Linked DNA regions of Callithrix jacchus: region 1 is linked to region 2. Evidence: chromatin contacts called from public Hi-C data. All regions are on one chromosome and are shown on one strand. The core of a region is the stretch at or near the end of the contact, and the rest is flanking DNA. Distances in the headings are between cores, read along the strand shown. Region 1 holds the start of TGM2 (transglutaminase 2). Region 2 overlaps RPRD1B (regulation of nuclear pre-mRNA domain containing 1B).

The links. A called contact is a pair of places that touch in the nucleus more often than the background predicts.
Region 1: a contact with region 2 is called in a Hi-C map of skeletal muscle, with 5 times the contacts expected there. The contact joins the promoter of TGM2 here to the enhancer-like site in region 2. A contact is called at or near these places in 3 of 3 Hi-C or Micro-C datasets (induced pluripotent stem cells and skeletal muscle).

The regions. Positions count from the first base shown.
Region 1 is chr5:33,606,423-33,609,721 of calJac240_pri, forward strand. It overlaps TGM2 (transglutaminase 2), which reads right to left and starts at 1,829. Exons shown (of 13, transcript XM_002747551.7): 1 at 1,749-1,829. The coding sequence starts at 1,758.
Region 2 is chr5:33,515,425-33,518,409 of calJac240_pri, forward strand. The region is part of intron 4 of RPRD1B (regulation of nuclear pre-mRNA domain containing 1B); the gene reads left to right. Among named protein-coding and RNA genes, the nearest start is that of RPRD1B, 38 kb to the left of the region's middle. Within about 2 kb of position 1,632, at least 5 of the 16 cell types and tissues checked have an H3K27ac peak or open chromatin away from gene starts, as enhancers often do. A contact at or near this core is called in skeletal muscle, where this site is marked.

The DNA of each region.
Region 1 (3,299 bases), core at 579-3,078, 91 kb after region 2:
CCCGCCATCAACTATTCCAAAAATGAGATGCAAAGAGCCTTGTATGTGAATTATCTCAACTTAAATCCCAGAATGATTCCTTTACATAGATGCCGTCATGATTCCCATTTTGTAGGCAAAGACACGGTGGCACCAGGTCCCAGGACAAGTGGCTGCTTTGGGACTGGAATCCAGAGCTGTGGGATTCTGTAGGATTCTGCCCTGGGAACCACCTCACTACAGCCCAGAGTTTGTTCTCCAGCCCTTCTTATGACCCTCCCCCACCATGTCCTGAAGTATCAGGGATGTCAGTCCACCTGGAATGGCAACAGGAGAGACCTCTGTGGCCAGAGGAAGAACTTCCTGCTGGCCTGCTGGGGCAAGGAAATGCTGTTTTTGGAAACTTCAGTCCCAGGGAGCTTGAGCAGGAAAGAGGCCATTGTTATCCCCGTGGAAGACCCTGGCGATATGGCCAGTCCCTGGGCTGTGGGAGACATTTTCTCAATCTATTCTCTGAAGAAGGGTTTCCAGAAATCATGTCTAGCTCCAAAGGTGCAGAAACACTGGGGTCTAGAATTGTAGGATTTGTAGGATTTCTACACGGAGAAAAGGTCTAGGTCTTCTAGGCCAGTGAGACCTCTATCGGAAGTGGCCACTGTGACGTGAAGCTGCGGGCTTGTCATAACTGGCTTCTCCAGGATCTCCCGGCACCACTGAGTCCTGCTTTTGAGCTTGGGGGTGAGAAGATGCATTGAGGACAAGCGGCCACCAAGGTGATACATCACAGAGTGTTGGGAGCTGGGTGGCTGAGACCACACAGGAGGGTCAGGCGGGTCCACAGTTCCTGCCACCCACCCCTGCTCCACAGGCCCCATGTCCCTGTCCCACACCCCTTCCTGGGGGAGGCAGTGGGTGCAGAAGCCATCCCCGGATGAACTTGACCCAAGAGCCAATGGGGATTCTGAGTCCAGCCGTGACATCCTCCATGGTAGAAATCCCTCCTGCTGGGAGCTACGACAGTGCTGCGTGTGTGTGTGTGTGTGTGTGTGTGTGTGTGTGTGTGTCGGGGAGGGGAGGGGAGGGGAGGGGAGGGGACTTACTGGTATGAAATTAATTAAGCCTCTGTTCCACGCCTCTCAGCCCTCACGGATGCACCAAAGGCTGACACTACTGACCTTATTTTATAGGTGAGACTCAACAAGTGGCCAGGGTGTAGGGTTGCAGAACTTGAGAGCGGGAAGAGCAAGCCTGGTTTCCAAAGGCTCCCCCATAGGATGCTGAAAGCTCCTCTCTGGCCTCTGGAGCCAAGGACTCAGCCAGGCTTGGCTTGCACACCACTGGGGAGGCATGCACACCCCTTCCGGCTGGCAGGGACCTTCCTAACCTAAGTGTTCTGAGGCCAGGCCCGCACCCCCTGTACAGCTCCAGGCACACATCAGGGAGCCAGCCCCTACTAACTGATGGAGAACACATGCCGGTGATCCGCCAGGACAGCACTTTACTGTTTGCAACACCCCTTCCCTGTCCATTGCTCCACCTGATCTAGGAGGCAAGGGTTTATGATTATGCACTGCGGATGGGGAAACTGAGGCTCCGAGCAGCCTTGAGGCGCCTCCCCACCCGGCCCAGTCTGCCTGTTGCTCTCCAAATCAGGACTTAGGGATTCAGCTGCCACCAGGTCCTGACCCCCAATTCCCCGTGGGGAACCTGAGACCTGGGAGGTAGCCCCGGGACACCTGAGAGGCGGCGGCGCTGACTCTAATACTTACCCTCGGCCATGGTTGGGCGGGGGCGGTGCTCCTTCCACTGGCGGCGGGACCCTCCAAGTGCGACCACTGGCTGCGGACACTGCTGAGGCGGAGCGCGGAGCCAATTTATAGCCCGCCGTGAGGCGGGCCAGGGGCGGGGCCGCGCGGGAAGGCGGCGACCTGGGAGGCCACCTATTACCCAGTCCCGGGCCCACGCCGCCAGCACTGGGGCGCACCCCGGGGACCGGAGCCCGAGGGAGGGACGGCGGCTGGGCGAGGGCGCCCCCTGGGGGAGCGGACAGGGACACACAACTAGCCCAGGACAGACAAACCTGGACCCACAGAGTCAGAGCTTGGAGAACAGACACCTGGACCCACACACTCAGATACAGACAGACGAAGCACCCTCACCGAAACACGCAACGGAACCGGGTGCACAGGCGTGGACTCTCAGGTCAGTTCTGGGATCAAGAACACCCCCCACCCCCAACACACACACGCACACACACATACTCAGATACACATACACAGGGAGTGGATGCAGACACAGAGACGGGGTTGTGGAGATACACACACAGACACAACTACAGAAGATATGCCTGGACACACAGACACAGTGACATGGACACAAAATCAGATTCGAATTGTAGGGACACACCAGGATATAGACACGGTCTGACACATAGCCAGGTAGCCTTGACTGTGAGCCATACACAGCTGTGGACGCAGATGAGCAGGTGTCCAGAGGCAACTGGCGCACACACAGACCTCCAGACACCAACTGCCATTGTCAGATGTGGACGCAAAATCAGAGAGGGCATGCACAGACACACAAAGATGTGGCTACCCAGAGGTGGACACACATGCAGGCATGGACTCAGGTACAGAAATGCAGATGCACCTGCAAAAATGAGACAACCATATCCCTCCCTGAAGCAAAACCCAGATAATCCTCCCATCTCACCCATCCTTGTATCTGTCTAAGCCATCCATCCACCCATCCATCTACCCATCCATCTACCCATCCATCCATTCATCCATCCACCCATCCATCCACCCATCCATCCACCCATCTATCCACCCATCCATCCACCTATCCATCCAATTCATCCTTTCATCCATCCCTCCTCTGCCTTTTCTTCCCTCTCTCCCTCAATCTATCCATCCACCGAGCTTTCTTGAGAACCCACTGTGTGCCAGAAAGGAGCAAGGCCAACCTTCCAAGGGCTAAGCCTAGGGCTCCTTGAACCTGGCAACCAGGGGGCCCATCTCTCATGCTGGTATCTCTGGTCGCCTGGTCTCTTGTGCTTCCCAATGCACTGTGAGGCCTGAGCAGAAGGGTTCCTGGAGAGACAGAGGGCTGCGGGGCTCCCCCAGCACTTTTTCTGGAACAAGCTCTACATCTATTGATAAATTTGGACTATAAAAGCATCCTCCATCTCCATTACTAGATGACACATAGCACACGGAAAAAAACCGGGTTGCTTCAGTAGATATTTGTCCCTGGGTCAAATGGGTTCTGGCTGGAGTCTCAGTGAACAAAACCACAGACGCCTTGTTGGGTCCAGCCGA
Region 2 (2,985 bases), core at 382-2,881:
TTCCTCCAACTGAATGCCCAGCACCCTTGTCAAAAATCAGTTGGCCATAGATATATGGGTTTATTTCTGGATTCTCAATTCTATTCTGTTAATCTCTATGTCTATCCTATGCTGATACCACACTGTCTCCATCACTAGTTCTGTGGTGGTAAGTTTTAAAATCAGGAAGTATGAGTCCTCAGAGTTCTTCTTTTTCAATGTTGTTTTGGATATCGGGACCACTTGCAATTCCCTATGAATTTAACAATCGCCTTTTTCATTTCTGCAAAAAAGGTCGTTGAAATTTTATTAGGGAATGCATTGAGTCTATAGGTCATTTTGGGGAGTATTGCCATTAACAGTCCTAAGTGTTTCAACTCATGAACAGGGGATGCCTTCCCAGTTATTTAAGTCTTTAATTTCTGCTGCAGAGTTTAAAAAAGCATCCTAGAATGTCATGTACTGATCCGTCTGATATTATAAAGGCCCTGTCTAGGTATCAGCACGACAGATGAAGGGCAGTGGTATCACCTTTCAGTTGTCAGCGTTAACGCCCACCTTTAGAAGATTCGAGTATTTCTGCACTCCGTAAAGTTACCAGGGCACAGTCACAACAGCAGCTTTACAAAGTAAAGTGACACATGGAGGCCTGGATAAATATCTGGATTATTGAACTGGACAGAACCTTAGAGATCATATAATCAGACTTCTGAATTGATGAAGACACTCAGGGAGAGTTAGCTGCAGACCGGGATAGAGTCCAAGGCAGACATCTGGTAACTTCATCAGATTTGTGCTTTTGTTTTGATTTCAGAATTTTGATTCTGCAACTTCAACAGCAGGAAGACATCTTACACAGAAGAGTAGCCAAAGTTTAATCATTTAAACAATTCCCAAGAATCTTGTTGTAGAGAAATGACATTTTATGTAGAATCATAAAATGGTTGCATGAAAGCATTCTAAGTGTGAAAACCTACTCTGCCACCGAGGTTGGGTACCCTCCTCGCTGTACCCATGCTCATGCTCTTGGTCTGATAGGCGGGGAGAAATTGGCTCTTGAACTTAAAGCTACTGCTGTTTCTCCTAAGCTTGGCACCTCCCCCTTTGCTATAGTGACTACTCAGTAGAGCCTCTGACTTCAGACAACACAGCTGGGAAGGGGGAAATGGTTCAGAATTCAACATTGCCTTATGAATCTTCAAATTTATGTTTGTATTGTGCTTCTAACAACTTGAGAAATTCTTTGGCTACAGCTGAGGGGGCGCTAAACCAAAATGATGGCAGATAGTTGTTTTTGGCAGCACCTCCCTGCAGGGTGCAGATGGTTAGAATCTTTTGTTTCAATAATTGGCCAGGCAGTAGGGGGAGATAGAGAGCTCCTTTTTTGTCAACTTTGGAGTAAATTCTGTCTTCCCTGTGATAATCAAAGCCAGTATCTCACTGACCTATTATGGTAAGGACAGATGGGAGCAGGTGATCTAATCGTCATTTTAGGTAAGAGCTGTGGGGTTTATATGAGCAGTTCAGGGTCACAGAGGAAGCCAGTGAGGACCAGTACCTGAATCTTCTGGCTCCTAAGTACAGTGATCATCCACTGGGTTCCCCTGGGAGCTGAGAGGCCCTGCCTAGAGCTGGCCCCCTCCCCTCAAGTCCTCTAAACTCACTGCCCTTCCTTAGCATATGACTTCTCCTCCCTAGGCTGGCAGCTCTGTCAGTACCCAGGTTGTTAGAACAGTTGTTGAAACAGGTCAGTCTGCTGCCAGGTGATTATGGGGCCTTGCGCTCAGTCCTTTCCCACGAAGCAGCTACTCACTGCTTGCTCTCCCTTGCCTTTTCATCCCTACTTTGATATGGGAGCTTTTTTTTTTTTTTAAATGCTGGCTTCCCTCCAGTATGTGAGGACTTTTCTGGAATTGATGCATGAGTTTCTGTGAGTGATTTGGAGTTAGAGGCTGCATATTGGGTCCTTGGATTTCTTTTGTTCATTTTAGTCACTACTGACCTTATTACTCAGGTCTAATTACAGCTGGAGCTTTTATCTGTTTGGTGTGTAGTATGTTTCTTTATTACAATGTGATACGTACGATACTTCTTTCTCACCCCAGGAAAATAATGCCACATTATAAAAATGTAATGTACTTCACATACTTAGTGACCTAAAAACATTGTTTGCCAACATTTGAGACTTTACATTGAAAAACTGACATGTTTCAAAGCTCTCCCAGCAAGAATTCATGCTTTTAGCCTTAGTACCATTTTCATATTTGTAGCCCAACTTCTGTAGGCAGTGTAGCCCCTGCTTTACAGAGCAGTGCCACTGGGTTTCAGCTGGTATATGTAGCACTAATTTTTCATAGTTATGAAATGCATATACATATGAAGTCGAAACAGTACCTGGGCCTCTTGTCACTCCTTGGCTGCCAGAACATTCACTCTGACTCAACTAGTACTCAGGGTTTTTTTTTTTTTTTTTTTTTTTTTTTTTATGATTATAAAAGTTAGAGGACGGTGGCTCATGCCTGTAATCTCAGGACTTTGGGAGGCCGAGGCAGGTGGATCACGAGGTCAAGAGATCGAGACCATCCTGGTCAACATGGTGAAACCCCGTCTCTACTAAAAATACAAAAAATTAGCTGGGCATGGTGGCGCGTGCCTGTAATCCCAGCTACTCGGGAGGCTGAGGCAGGAGAATTGCCTGAACCCAGGAGGCGGAGGTTACGGTGAGCCGAGATTGCGTCATTGCACTCCAGCCAGGGTAACAAGAGCGAAACTCCGGCTAAAAAAAAAAAAGTTAGAGGAAACTTAGCAAATAAGTATAAAGAATAAAATTGGTCTCATTACCCAGAGATAACTATTTTTCTTTTTTGCGTATTTCCTTTTCCTCTTAAACTGAATGGTAATGTGTAGATAGTTTTCTGTCATTTTTTTTAACATGATTATTTCCCAATAGAAATAAAAACTTTATAAACATTGTAAATGATTGCTTGAATACCTGTGGTTGGTTAG